Regions from separate parts of the Muntiacus reevesi genome. Here region 2 is linked to region 1. A link is a contact called in public Hi-C data. All regions are on one chromosome and are shown on one strand. Each heading gives the region's core, a stretch centred on a gene start, on an enhancer-like site or on the middle of the called end of the contact. The rest is flanking DNA. Distances are from core to core; before and after follow the strand shown.

What was found. A called contact is a pair of places that touch in the nucleus more often than the background predicts.
Region 2: a Hi-C map of muscle shows a contact between it and region 1, with 4 times the contacts expected there. The contact joins the promoter of GTF2H1 here to the promoter of UEVLD in region 1. A contact is called at or near these places in 2 of 3 Hi-C or Micro-C datasets (blood and muscle).

Annotation. Positions count from the first base shown.
Region 1 is chr5:25,209,775-25,217,483 of mMunRee1.1, reverse strand. It overlaps UEVLD (UEV and lactate/malate dehyrogenase domains), which reads right to left and starts at 5,042. Exons shown (of 10, transcript XM_065937265.1): 1 at 4,892-5,042. The coding sequence starts at 4,933. It overlaps MISFA (mitochondrial sheath formation associated), which reads left to right and starts at 7,517. Exons shown (of 3, transcript XM_065937267.1): 1 at 7,517-7,543.
Region 2 is chr5:25,422,774-25,430,482 of mMunRee1.1, reverse strand. It overlaps GTF2H1 (general transcription factor IIH subunit 1), which reads left to right and starts at 4,861. Exons shown (of 15, transcript XM_065937280.1): 1 at 4,861-5,014. It overlaps HPS5 (HPS5 biogenesis of lysosomal organelles complex 2 subunit 2), which reads right to left and starts at 4,539. Exons shown (of 23, transcript XM_065937279.1): 1 at 4,418-4,539.

The DNA.
Region 1 (7,709 bases), core at 3,793-6,292:
CAGCAGAGAGACAGAGTCATACAAGTAGAGTGGATATAGAAAGCAATTATGATCCACAGGAGCATCAATCTCTAAGATCACTAAAATAAAGGGCCGACCAGTATTAACTACAGCAGGGTAAACATGAATCCCAGATTCAGTGTTCCTGATTCGGTGAAATCCAAAGTGAATGAAATCATCCCAACTCTAAACACTAAACAAATGTACAAAAACCTGCGCTGATGTCACTTGGATTACACATTTATTATGAACCATATTGGTTTTCTTTTGTTTTCTATTTGATATTATATGCTGTATTCTACATTCTTAACATCCTCTGAGAATATAATAATTAATGGCTGCATAGGGATATATACTAGAATTGATCTAATTGCAAAGTAATATTAAAGTCTGTTGAAAAAGGGCAAAAGCACTCTTTGTTAGGGCTTGAAAACCCAAATATCACTACTGGTCAAGTAGGTATTTTCATTCTTGATGAAAAAGATCTATTTTATCTGTTAAAAATATATATATATTATGGAAAAATCCCTAGAGGTCCAGTGGTTAGGACTCCATGTTCTCACTGCCACAGGCCCAGGTTCAATCCCCTGTTAGAGAACTAAGATCCTACATGCCTTGCAGCACAGCCAAAAAAGAAAAAAAAAGTCATGTCACTTTTAGTCTATATGAAAGAGTATCCCCTTAGTGTAATATTTAATATAATCCATGACTATTAACATATAATCCATTACTATTCCTACACCACCTAAGAGAAGTCTGTGTAACATTCTCTAAAGATAGACCTCAGACAATGCCATTTGCTTAAACGGTGCATGCAGCAAACTAAAGAGGAAAACTGGCACATGAAATCCTAAAACTAAAACAATTATACTATCATAAAAATCATTATGACTGGGGTTTCCCTGGTGGCTCAATGGTAAAAAATCTGCCTGCCGATGCAGGAGACAAGGGTCCGATCCTTGATCCAGGAGGTTTCCACATGCCACGAGCAACTAAGCCCACGTGCCACACTATTGAGCCTATGCTCCGGAGCGTGGGAGCCACAACTACTGAACCCACGTGCTGCAACTACTGAATCCCATGCGCCCTAGAGCCGTGCTCCCCAGCGAGAGAAGCCACCTCAATGAGAAGGCCATGCGCCGAAACGAGAGAGCACCACCTGCTCACCGCAACTAGAGAAAAGCCTGTGCAGCAATGAAGACCCAGCACAGCCAAAAATAAATAAACAAATAAAATTATATACTAAAAAAAATGAGAAAGACTGAAAAATTGAGAAGTTACTAAAATTCAATCTGAATCTGCTCCACTGCAGTATGTTTATTTGGTAGACTGATATTTATGAACATCAGAGTACTCCTGTATGACACTGCTCAAATGTTGGACGCTGAGGAGTATTTTATGGCATCATTTCATTTTTTTAAACAAATTAAGCATTAAGGAATCTTATAAATTAAGTCCAATCCTATTATTTTATGAGTGAGCAAATCTAGGTTAAGTTACCTGTTCAAGGTAACTCAGCCAGAGATGGTAGAAATAGAAACTGGGGAACCAGAAAATTTTTCTAAACCTAGTATTTAATATATACTAAAGAATATATATATATATACACACACACACACACAAACACATATGTACATATATACACATTTTGAAAAATAAACACTTATAAACCAACCTACCCTCTAGCGCTGTCCAGCAAAACTTTCTGCCATAATGGAAAAGATCACTGTGTGTGCTATTGAATACAGCAGCCACATGTGGCTACCAACACTTGTGGCTGGTGTGACTGAGATACTCAATTTTTAATTTTATCTAATTTTGATGAATGTAAAAAGTCAAATGCGGTGAGTGGCTACCATACGCCTGGACAGCACAGAGCTTTCCAGTCCCATTACATCTGTCTGTGTTTTTCTTTCTCAACCATTCAACTGCCTACCTTAAATTGTATAGTCATATTCCTTTGCCTTTCCCCCTCCATAGTTTTTATCATATTTGTGTGCATCCTAAATACCCCTCTCTACTGCTGAGCTGCTTCTTGGTTTAATTAAAATATAATTTTGTATGTAATCTCCAATTTTTTTCCTGAACATATTGTTTCTAAGATTCACTCCTACTGCTGCATGTTGTAATATTTCATTCATTTTCACTGCTGCAGAGTAGTGTTTTCCATTGTGTGAATGAGTATAGAACAAATTATCTTTCCATCAATGAACGTCTGGGTTGTTTCTAATTTTGAATTATGAATAATTCTGCAAATGTCTCTTGCTTCATATATTATGAATCATCTATAGTATCTACTTAGATGTAGAAGGACATAAAATACACATAATCAAATTAATTTAAAAAGCCCAAGCTGTTTCTCCAAATGGTTAAATAACCATTTAACTACCAACAGTGGGGCTTCCCAGGTGACACAGTGGTAAAGAATTAACCTGACAATGCAAGAGACCCCTGGGTCAGGAATATCCCCTCCAGCAGAAAATGGCAACCCACTCTAGTATTCTCGTTGGGAAAATTCCATGGACAGAGGAGTCTGGTGGGCTACAGTCCATGGGGTCGCAAAGAGTCAGACATGACTGAGCAACTAAGTCACCCACATAGTGAGAGAAAATGGTGTTTTACCATGGTCTCAATTTGCTTTTCCATGGTTACTAATGGACTGGGAAAACACTCATGTCCCTGCTGTCTTCTTTTATTTTTCAAAAAATGATTATTCATGTCTTTTGTCCAATTTTGTCTTGGTTTTAATATTGATATGTAGGCTAATTTATATAGCCTGGATACCAATACTTTCTAAATTATGCATTACAATATTATTCACCAATTTGTATTTTGCCTCTTCACTCACTTCATGTGTCTTTTTATACATAAAAGTTCTTACTTTGAATGCAGTCAAATTTATCAGTCTCTTCGAGTATTTTACATCTTGTTTAAAAAATGCTTGTATACTCTTGAGATCATGAAGATTCTTCCCTCCATTTTATCTCTTATGTTTTAAAGCTCATCTCTTACATTTAAATCTTTAATCCATGGGGAATTTTTAGTTAGTTAGTAAGGTCCAATTTCATTTTCTCCAACATGGATAATCATTTGTCCCTGTATTCTCCTTTCTGTAGTTTTCTGCAATGCCTCTTCTGCTTTATATAGCATTTTCAAAACATATGTGAACATGATTTTAAGCCCTCTAGTCTGTTCCCTTGGTTAATCAGTCTATCCTATACCAATACCACACTGTCTCAATTACTAGTCTTGATATCCAGTAGAGAAAGTCTCACACCTATTCTTTGTAGGAAGGTCAAGATTATTCTTGGCCTTTTGTCCTTCCAAATGAATTTCAGAATCAGTTTGAAAAATTTCCAAAATACCCTGTTAGAATTTTGATTGGAATTGCATTGACTCTATAGATCTGGAGAAAGCAGATATCTTCATATCCATGAAGTTGGAGTATTTATCTAAGCAGGAATATTTATAAGGTTTCCTTTGTTTTTAAGAAGATTTTTCACGTTCTCCATACAGTTGCTTGATTTTAATATACTGTTCACAAAATTTGCAGCACCAAAATTATTTGTAAATATTAAGTTGTTATATTATTTGCTACTTCAAGGACTAAGGAACTTTGGAAATATCTGCTAGACTGAATTGTTTCTAACTGGTTTCCTTAATTTACATATCCAACAGACATTTATTAAGCACCAATGTGCCAGACTCTATCCTATGCACTGATAAAAACCTTCCTCAACTATTCTGCTCCAACCCTTGAGAAAATCATCGTCTCTCTTTTATCTTTTTCCTGCATTCCAGTCCCACCAAAATTATGAAGTTGTTCTTTTTTTTCTCGTCTCAACTTCAGCAATTCTTCCCCCTGGACAATACATCATGCTCCCCTCATTGAAAAACTTGATAGCGTGGTTCTTTTAATTTAATATTCTCTGAAAAGGAGCCAGAAAGCCTGTAACCCTAGGTATGATGATACTTCTTTCCCTACAAGACCTACACATCTGTCACAATAGATAAAATCATTCAAATCAGGCATATAAACAATTTCAATCAAAAAGACACGAACCCAACAAAAACGTCACAAATGTACGCTTTCCGCATAGGGAAGTCTTAAAATGCATTAAGAATCACTGAACTAAGAAACTGGTGGAAAAGTTTGCCTCAGACTGTACACTGATGGAGAATCAGACAACCTGGTCTAAGAGTCTGGTGTAACATGGAAACTGACCTTAGTCACGCCCTAGAATTGCAGGTCAGGCTTCTGGGTCAGCCCTCCCAGTCAACCTTTCAACGTTAAGAGGATCTCTTCTATTTTCATTCCCAAATATACACGAGTCTTTCATTTACCACAATTACTTAGCAATTACTTAACCCCGTCGTTGTCAGGCACAGGGCTAGATGAGGGAATGTGCCGCCATGAAGTTCACCTTCAAAGAGTAAGGTCTGTATACAAATAATTACTCCACGATGTGAAAATCGATATATCCGAAAGCAAGGAGAGAGGAGGGAGTGATTCTATCTCCTAGGGAGTAACATCTGAGTCTTACAAAGGATGAACACTGCAAGTAAAAAAACACAGGGGTGTGGGTGGGGGTAAGCCATTTCTGCTGAGAGAAAGGCGTGGTTAAAGGGATAGGCGAGTGCTGGAAGCTGAGACAGAAGCTGGTGGCGTGAGAAGGTCTAAGAGCGGGTGGAGGTTGGGGGGATCTCGGAACTGCGGGCGGAGCCAGAGCCGGGGCCGCACCGCTCCCATTCCCCGCAGCCGGCTTCAGGCCAGCCCACCCTGGCTCCCAGGCCCGAGAAAAGCCGGTAGACGCCCCGAGGCGGCAGGCCGGCCACGGGCGGACGCCCCGAGACCCCGACGCCCCAGTCCTGCCTGGCCGGCTGCCCGCACCTTGCCAAGGAGTCGCCTGAGAGCCTCGCTGTCGAACTCCATCTCCAGCCAGGACCGCGAGGCCGGTTCCGCGAACCCAGGGATCTCCTTCCGCACTTTCCCTGGACGGAGGCTGCCGAGGACCAAACTTCCCGAGCCGTCCTAGACTCCGCCCCTTCCCAAGCTCGAAAGTCCACCCGCGTCCAACGCCCGGGGCTCAGCCAGGCTCCGCCCGTTGTCTGATCACCGTTCCGCTGAGAACCGTGTGAGCGCCCAGGGAACCGTGACCCGGCTTGCTGGAGGGAAACTCGGGGACATCTGTGAAGAAAGGAATAGGAAGGACCCGAGGAGAGGCAGTAAAGGAGGTAGAAGATATTGGCACTGTTCTGGGCAGAGAGTTTCGAGAAGGATGTGTTAAATTCGGCCGAGTATCAAGATCAAGACCCCCGAGTTGTAGTTGCATTTAGAAAGGAAGAGATAATGGAACTTCAAATCCTCGGGGGGCTAGACAGGAAATCGGAACAGATCTGGAACCTTGTTGAAACTGGGAGATCAGACAGCTAAGTGAGGGTTGTGCAACGCAGGGGAAAGGGTTGGCTTGGCGGGGCGGGGCGGGGCGGGGCAGAGCATAATCACGCTGGTGGTAGAAAGAGGAAAAAGTCAGGTGACAAAAAGATTTTGAAGACAAAAATAGAAGATTCGTGAATAAGGTCTTCGGGAGCAGTAAGACGAAGAGATGCAATTTGCTGGCCTGGTTTGGTCTGCTTGAATAAGTTACTTACCTGCTTTGCATCCCTGGTTTGAGCCAGTCTCCAGAGCTTGCTATTGTAACTCTCAAGAGCTTGTTTGGGCAGGAGGGTGATTGTATTTCTAGTAAGAGCCAAAGGTAGGAATACTGTGACTCTATTAGTAGAAGAAGATGAAAGGCTGGAAGCAGCACTTATTTGTTTATTCAACAAACTTTTGTTGAGCATTGGCTGTTTGCTAGATATTGTTGGGGAGGAAGAAATTTTCCTCTATTCTTGTAGCTTCTTCTGGCTGGTCTAAAAAGTAAACTGACACCAGACAGAAAAACAGGAGAAAATCAGACTAAAATTAATAACACGTATACCTGGGAGAGACCCAAGAGAACTGTGAGTAACCATAATGACTGAAGCCCCACCTTAAATACCATCTTCAGCTAAAGGCAAAAGAGGATGTTGGGGGTTGTGGTTTGAAACCTCAAAGGGGAGAAAGTCAGTTTATATGGAGATCAAAAGTAAATGTTTGGTAAACAAATATTTGCTGAGCCTTGCAGAGCCTAGGATACTGTGACTTCTAGGCTCTGCCCAGTTACCCCCACCACGCCTAGCTCATATTCCTTGTAGGTGATAGCTTAACTGGGGAACAGACCCTCTATCTGAAACATTTGAGGCAGTTAGGGGAAGGTCAAAGATTCTTCCCGAGTCTTTTGGGCTTTAAAAGTAATCATCGGAAAAAAAAAAAGTAATCATCGTAAATTAGTCCTCCTACCAAAGGGGCACATTTTAGGGTAGCAAATTTTGCTCCCCTACCGTATTTTTCTAGGTCTGACAATGGAGAAGTAAACAAAATAGACAAAAGTATTGGCAGTCCTCAGATGTCATTCTTTTATTAGTAAGAGCAAAACAATATACTAAGTAAATGAGACCATATGTTAGAAGTGATTACATGTTGTGAGGAATAAATTTTTAAAAGGCGGGGTAAGAAGATAAGGGTAGGTCTCCCTGAGCATTCTGTGTTAGAGAACATCCAGGGCCTTTAGACAGGTGTGTGCCTGGAGAACCTGAAAACCGCAGGGAGCCAAATGAAGAGGTGAGGAAGCAGGAGGCAATTCACAGAAGCAAGGGGGAGCCACAGATGGTTTAGGGCAATGATTCTTCCAGTGTGGTCCCCCAGACTTCCTCGGCATCACTTGGATCTTGACAGAAATATGCATTCTAAGGCCCCACCCCAGACTTAACTCGGAAACTCTGGGGGTTGGATCAAGTAGTCTTTTGTTTCTTTGTGGTCTTTTTGTTTTGTTTTTAATTGGAGTATAGCTGCTTTTGGAGAAGGAAATGGCAACCCACTCCAGTACTCTTGCCTGGAAAATCCCATGGATGGAGGAGCCTGGTAGGCTACAGTCCATGGGGTTGCAAAGAGTCGGACATGACTGAGCGACTTCACTTTCACTTTTCGTAACTGCTTTACAGTGTTGTTAGTTTCTGCTGTAAAGCGGTCTTTACAAGCCCGGGTGATTCTAAGGCATGATAAAGTCTGAGAACCACTAAAGGGATTTTGTGGACAATTGTGACTGTGGCTTGTTAGGGCCCTCCCGCTAGAGACCATCAGGAGCACACCCATACTCAAGTAGGGTCGATCCCTCCTTGTGGTGAGGGAGCAGGAGAACCATCAGGTCAGCTGAGTAAGAGCGTGGAAAGAACCTATTTCAGGATTGGGACTCTGGGTAATTTGGGAGAGGACTTAAGGAATCGAAGCTTTACTTTGGATTGGGTGTTTTCAGAAGCCAGGAACAATTCTGAGATTGGATGTCTCAATAAATATTATCTCTCGGATGGCCAGACTGGAGCAGGGCTGAGGCTGTATTTGGTAAAGCAGCAGCAGTCACATCAGCAGAGAGAAGAGGATGTTTGATGTTTCCTGGGCTGCACGGTAACCTTGTTTGTGTCTCTGCTTAGATGAAATTATGATGAGGACTCGTTTTGTCTCATCTTATCGTGGTCTGTGCTGTCTGATGTCAGTGTTCGGAGAGATTGTTTATATCCAACAAGAGATAACAGAAGCCTGGCTGTAAGTCCAGGTCATCTTCTAGCAACAC
Region 2 (7,709 bases), core at 3,612-6,111, 210 kb before region 1:
AGTAAGTGAACAGAATTTAGAATGATAGGGACTGAAGATACAAGAAAAAGAAGATGAATCACTCTGTAAGATCCTAAGGAAGATAGAAAGGAATGACATCAAGACCACAGTGGCTATCTCTTCCACTTGCAAACTTAAACTCTGATATGGATAGACCATTTGGCATTGATCTCAGTGAAGAGAGAATGGCCTGGAAATTATGACCTAATCGGGTAAAAAACCTAGTTTCTATTTCTCTGAAAAAGACTTAATGGAGATGAGAATGAAAGGAGAACAGCATCTACAACGTCAGTTCTCAGGAGAAGCTGCTGGGTGTTAGCGAAAGTGAAAGTCGCTCTGTCCTGTCTGACTCTTTTTTTTTTTTTTTTTCTGTTATTTTTTTTTTTATATTAGTTGAAGGCTAATTACTTTACAACATTTCAGTGGGTTTTGTCATACATTGACATGAATCAGCCATAGAGTTACACGTATTCCCCATCCCGATCCCCCCTCCCACCTCCCTCTCCACCCGACTCCTCTGGGTCCTCCCAGTGCACCAGGCCCGAGCACTCGTCTCATGCATCTCACCCGGGCTAGTGATCTGTTTCACCATAGATAATATACGTGCTGTTCTTTTGAAACATCCCACCCTCACCTTCTCCCACAGAGTTCAAAAGTCTGTTCTGTACTTCTGTGTCTCTTTTTCTTTTTTGCATATAGGGTTATCGTTACCATCTTTCTAAATTCCATATATATGTGCTAGTATGCTGTAATGGTCTTTATCTTTCTGGCTTACTTCACTCTGTATAATGGGTTCCAGTTTCATCCATCTCATTAGAACTGATTCAAATGAATTCTTTTTAATAGCTGAGTAATATTCCATGGTGTATATGTACCACAGCTTCCTTATCCATTCATCTGCTGATGGGCATCTAGGTTGCTTCCATGTCCTGGCTATTTTAAACAGTGCTGCAATGAACATTGGGGTGCACGTGTCTCTTTCAGATCTGGTTTCCTCAGTGTGTATGCCCAGGAGTGGGATTGCTGGGTCATATCTGTCTGACTCTTTGAGACCCATGGACTGTAGCCCGCCAGACTCCTCTGTCCATGAAATTTTCCAGGCCAGAATACTGGAGTGAGTAGCTGTTCCCTTCTCCATGGGCTCTTCCCAACCCAGGGATCGATCTCAGTCTCCTGCATTGCACACGGATTCTTTACCATCTTGAGCTATCAGGGAAACCCAGTGATAGTGCTACACCCATTCCAAATTTATACCTTCCCATGTGCTTACTATCTCTAAATAGACGCTTTACCTCCCAGACCTACTTACCAAATTCTTCCCAGGTTTTCAGGTCTGGCATAAGTTCCACTTCTCATAATTCTCAAAGTGGAAGACTCATAGATAACTCAGGGCACACAGCCACGTAATTCAAAAATTAATCTGAATTAAGGTTCTGGATCCCTGAACATTTTCAGGAAGGGAAAGGAAGTGCTCCCCCATTATACAGAGTGAAGTAAGCCAGAAAGATAAAGACCAATACAATATACTAACGCATATATATGGAATTTAGAAAGATGGTAACGATAACCCTATATGCAAGACAGAAAAAGAGACACAGATGTACAGAACAAACTTTTGGACTCTGTGGGAGAAGGCGAGGGTGGGACGTTCTGAGAGAATAGCATTGAAACAAGTATACTATCAAGGTTGAAACAGATCACCAGCCCAGGTTGGATCCATGAGACAAGTGCTCGGGCCTGGTGCACTGGGAAGACCCAGAGGGATGGGATGGAGAGGGAGGCGGGAGGGGGGGCCGGGATGGGGAACACATGTAAATCCATGGCTGACTCATGTCAATGTATGACAAAAACCACTATAATATTGTAAAGTGGGCTGCACAGCCCACTCCTCCACAGCTCACACCATTATAAGGTACTTTTTTACTACTGGGCTGAAACCTGATGACTTGGAGCTTTTATTCCCAACTGTGGCTTCTACAATTTAAGAAAATGTCTGCATGCGTGCTAAGTCGCTTCAGTCGTGTTTGACTCATTGCAACCCTATGGACTGTAGCCCTCCAGGCTCTTCTGTCCGTGGGATTCTCCAGGCAAGAATACTGGAGTGTGCTGCATGCCCTCCTCCAGGGGATCTTCCTTACCCAGGGATCAAACCTGTGTCTCCTGCATTGATAGGCAGGTTCTTTACCACGAGTGCCTCCTGGGAAGCCCAAGGAAATGTTTACTCCTTACAAAACAGTCCTTCAGTATTTGAAAAATGTCATGAGGTCTTCTAAAAATCTACCACCACCAGTTTTTCAATCATTCTGACCTGACAATTTCCAAATTCCTCTCAGTTCTGATAAGCCTTCCACACAGGACCTTTAGTTTGCCTGAACATGTCCTGTCCAGAATCGAACAGAAGACTCTTCAGTAGCTTGATAACCAGAATAGAGTAGAAACACTAACTTCTTTGACCTGGACACTAAGTTTCTATATTACATCCTAAAATAGTATCAGAGGCAGTTTTTTGTTGTTTTTTTTTTCCAGGTATGTTTTTAAAGTAGCCATGTCACACTTCTGATTCAACAGAGCAAGAAGCTAACTAACACCCAAAGAAATTTTCAAACAAAATTAATTTAATCTTCCTAGCTAGTACCTGGGCTTCCCTGGTGACTTAGTGGTAAAGAATACGCCTGCCAATGCAGGATACACAGATTCGAACCTTGGGTTGGGGAGATCTCCTGGAGAAGGAAATGGCAACCCACTCCAATATTGTTGCCTGGGAAATCCCATGAACAGAGGCGCTTAGCGAGCTGTTATCCATGGAGTTGCAAAGGAGTTGGAGACAACTTAGCAAGTAAACAACATCAGCCAGTACCTAGATACAGTAGAATGGAACTCAAATTGAAAGTTGCTATTAATCAAATTCAACAATGGATATAAAAAGTACCCAGAAATTTTTAAGCTGTTCAAACAAGAACAGCAGAATGTTGATATTGGTTAAAGTTTGGTTAGGTATACATGAGGGTTCACTATACTATCCTGTTTATCTTTGTGTTTGAAATTTTTCTGAAAAAGATTTTTTCTTGAGGTACATACAGTTAAATTACAATGCTGTTAGTTTCAAGTATACAGCAAAGTGATTTAGTCATGCACATATATGCATTCAAGACTTTTAAGTAAATTCGTAACAACAAGAATCTCTGTACAAATGTTTCATTCTATAAGCTTTCTGTGCCTCCATGGTTTAATATATGCTGTTTCTGGACTCTTCCTCCACAGAAAAAACCCGTCTCTCCACAAAACTGAGTTTAACTATTACTTCTGTCACAGTTAGCCAAGCAAAACACTAAGCAGAGGGTGGTCATAAATGCTTACCAAAGACAATGAAAAAACCTTCTGAAGAGTTGGTTTACTAAAAGGTCACAGAGCTCATAAGCAGAGGTGAGACTAAAACCCACTAATCCTGAGTCCAAATCTAATTACCTTTTCATTTCCCCTATTGCTTGATGGCAACATAAAAGAGCAATATGATCAAAAAAAAGGTTTTTCTCTTGGCCTAGTACTCATTTTACTGAACCAGTGTTTGCTGTGTGAAAACCCAATGCAAATCACAGCGTTCTCTTTTCCCCACTACCTAGTGAAAGGAAGAAGAGGCAAGAGAGAGAAAAAAAGGAAGAAAAATTAAACATATTATGCCAAGAGGAAGTTGGGGATTCCCTCATAATGGGATCTTTCTATAAAGAAGGCTGAACGCCAAAGAACTGATGCCTTTCGAACCGTGGTGCTGTAAAACACTCAAGAGTCCATTGGACAGCCAGGAGATCAAACCAGTCAATCCTAAAGGAAATCAACAGTAAGTATTCTTTAGAAGCAGTGATGCTGAAGTTGAAGCTCCAATACCTTGGCCACCTGATGCGAAGAGCCGACTCTTGGGAAATGACCCTGACCCTGGGAAAGACTGAGGGCAGGAGAAGGGGCGACAGAGGATGAGAAGGTTGGATAGCATCAATGACTCAAGGGACATGAGTTTGAGCTAACTCTGGGACACAGTGGAGGACAGCGAAGCCTGGCGTGCTGCAGCCCATGGGGTCGCAAAGTCGGACACGACTGAGTGACTGAACAACAACCCAATAAGAGAACTCCTCTCTACTTTAGACCAAGAAATGGCGACTCACTCACTCATGCACTCAACATGCCTCGCACGCACCACTGCAGACATCTGACCACAAGCTCCCTGCCTAGCGGAACCCCTAACTTAACAGCAGTTAACTTTAATACTACATTCAGATCTCTTGAAAGAAGTCGCGATAATCAAGTTTTCAAAGCCAGGCTCACAGCCTGTAGATCTCAGCCCCTCTCCCCCACCTCTAGGCCAGCAGCCCCCAACTTTCTGTGGTTCACAGCCTCTCTCCCGGTTAGGCGCCCGCACACTCACCCAGCGCTAAGAGCCGCACCTGAGCTTCAGTCTTCCCTCCTACTCCTCCCCTCCCAGGCGTACGTCATCCCGGAGCGCCGGGGACGCCGGGACAAAGCTGTTAACGGTACTTCCTCGTCATGTGATGGGTTACGCCCTGCTTGCGCGTGGTCCCTCCCCCTCCGGCCGCGGTCGCGATTACGCTCTCTGCGGCCTGCCTGCTGCCGGCCGAAGACGCAACGCCGAACGGGACCGGAGGAGCCCTAGGCCAAAGGGGTGAGACAGCCAAGTTCCTGGGACCTTTCACCGCCTAAAGCCGGCGAGAATAAATGAAGCAGGCGGGCACCGGCGGAGGAGGGAGGGAACTAGCGGAAGGTGTCATGGCGGCCGCGCTCTGGGGTCACGTGCCCCGCAGGCCCGCCTTGGTACTTCCGGTCACGTGCCCTCAGAGTTCTCGCAGCCAGCGATGGAGGCGAGACCCCCTGGTAACAGAGGCGGTGGCGGCGGCGGCGGCTACTGGGTTTCAGCCTCTTTCCCGCAGCATCTTTAAGAAGCTCAGCGGAACTCGACTCGACCCAGCGCAGTAACTTACTCCCTGCCCAGGGCTGTCTCCCACTGGTAAGTTTAGACCGAAAAATGGGGGTGGACGGGTGGGTGATGAGCTGACAGGCCTGGGGGCCGCAAGACGGCACGGAATCTGCCCCTTTTTCCTGTATCCCTGTCGCCGTTGCTGCAATTCCCAATTCTGCTGTCTTGGTTAGCCCTTTATTATTCTGAATAGAGGAAGAGGCGACCCCTAATCTCCTTGTCTATAGGAAGCCAACCCCTCCACTGAAAGCAAGGACTCAAAGATGTACCCAAAGCTGGGATGAGACTTGGCTCATGAGGGTGAAGGACGTGGAAGCCTCTCTCTGGCTGAGGAGCCCTTCCCGTTAGAGAAACTGCTATTGAGTCTTTCGGTTTCTGTAAGGGAAAAGCTTTCATCTTAGTTCCACGCACCTTTTGCTTCGCTTGTCAATCCTGTCCCTCTTACAACGACCTTAACACCTGTGCCAGTTCACCCCACCCCCGCCACTCACACACCAAGTTTTGATCTATGCCCAACTTGATCATGTTTAAGCACCAACACATGGAAATATATAATTTATTTTAGAAATTCCCCAAGGCTAAATTGTGTAAGGAAGTGTTTTCGGTTGACTCTTAAACACCTGTTTTAGGGTCTATAAAATGAGGGGGGAGGGGGACGGGAGGAAAGAGATAAAAACTTAACCTTTTGCCCATTAGCAGACCCAGTTTTAAAAACATACCAAAACTGTGTGGTTTAAAGTATACCTTGCAGTAAGTACTGACTCCATAAGGAAGTGGAACAATTTTTCCTCGTGAATTCTTATCAGAAACCCCAGACGTATAAAGCAGCATGCTGTGGTGGAATTGCATTTGGGAGCACCCATCCTACCCACTCAGCCTCCCCTCTTGGAACACAGCTTGAAAATCACTGAACTCGACTTTGGTAACTAAAGCAAGGTTGCCAACCCTAAGGGAGATTTTGAAAAATCAAAGATAGAAAAATGAGATGGAGGTCGCAGCAGAGGGAAGGGTAACCTCAGGCTTATGGCATACAAAAGGAGTAGACTCCAGAAGGAATTTTGTACCTTTTAGCAGACCAAAATCCCTGGTTTGGAAAAGGGGGAGATAATTTGGAGCCATTAAACCTGTTCTGCTACTCTGAACCAACACTTAGCAGTGCAGCAGATTGAAAGATTTGAGTCTCTTCTGGGTGATATTAATAATAAATACGTATGGTAGTGTTCATGTGGGAAAAAAAATCCACACAAGTGCAGAGAGAGCTGTTTAAAAATACTAGAAAGGTTGATGCAAAGAGAGGAATTGGTTAAAAACAGTGCACCAGACGATCGCCTTCAGTCAGTTGTGGCTGCTGCTTATACCTCCTGCTCTAAAGGCTCATATCTTCTTCCTGATTGTCTGTACATCTTTTATCCCTGCTTTTCTGTGCTACTGGTTTTTCCCTCACCATCAGAAGTTGTCAGAGCATTTTGCCCGCTATTTCTACTTCATGGATACTGTTACTAGAAGTGTCTTTAGTTCTTTCCTCCTTGCTCCACTTTGATTACCAACTGATCGCTGTCCTCTCACTTTTGGTATCCTATTGTTGTCAGCATGCAGCATTTATTAGTGAATACAAGCATACACTTGCTTCTGTCTTGCGTCTCTGTCGCATTTTCCTCCTCCTTCCTCTCCCTGTACTGCTGTAAAATGAAAAAGTGCTTGGTCTTAAAATTTCTACTTCAGTTATTCCATTTAATGTCCTCCTTACATATGTGACTATCTTTAAAACAGTACATTTTGGTCACTCTTTACATACTTCCAAGGTCTTATTCCCTGTAGTGCTGAATTGTTAACATTTTTTAGGCTTGCCTAACGGCAAGCAGCATTCCAGATCTCCATTTTGTGTGCTGGCAGACACAGAAGCACTTTCTCTAATAATAATCCTCCTTTTAGAGAGTGATACGGAATTTATTTCATGTGTCGCCTGTTTTGTTTTCCTGCACCATTTATCTCTCACGCTGGAAAGGGAATGGAAATGCAGAGATACAGGATGTAGGAAATGGAAAGTTAAAGATTTCTGGCAAGTAGTTTCAAATTATTCTTACCCCTGTTTACTTATAAGCCAGTTATTGGAGTCTCTGAGAAATAGTACTCTGATCTGTGAATTGAGTTCCTGGAGTTTAGTCCAGAATGTATGTACAAAGGTTTCTTGTTTCTTAACCAAGATTATACCCTTTTAACAGCAGAGATCTTCCATAAACGTCACAGGTGTTTATTGGACTGTTCCCTCGGGCTTACATATGCTGCTGGGCCCTGTATTGCCATGAACAACGTATGCAGCCTCTGCCTTTCTTTATGAAGCTTGCAGTCTTTCCAGAAGACAGACATTAAAGAGTTACTTTAAAAATTAATTACAGTAGTGATAAGTGCTGTAAGGAGAAGAACAGGAAACCTTGCCTGGTGACTTTGAAACTTAGAGGAGACCAAAAAATGAGCACAAGCAAGTTGATGGAAAGGGAGGAGACGGTGTTCAGGCTCAGTGCAAGTAAATATTTAACTGCAAGTGAATTAATGCCTTTGCTGGAGGATTTTGCTATTTAAAGAAGTCTTGTGGCAGATTATTTCATAAAGTAATCTTTTAAGTAAAGCTAGATCTCCAGCAAGCCGCTTTATTTAAATGTAACCACATCAGTATTTTTCCTAAGCAATTCTACTAGAAAGAACTTTTGCCTCCCCAAGGAGCCAC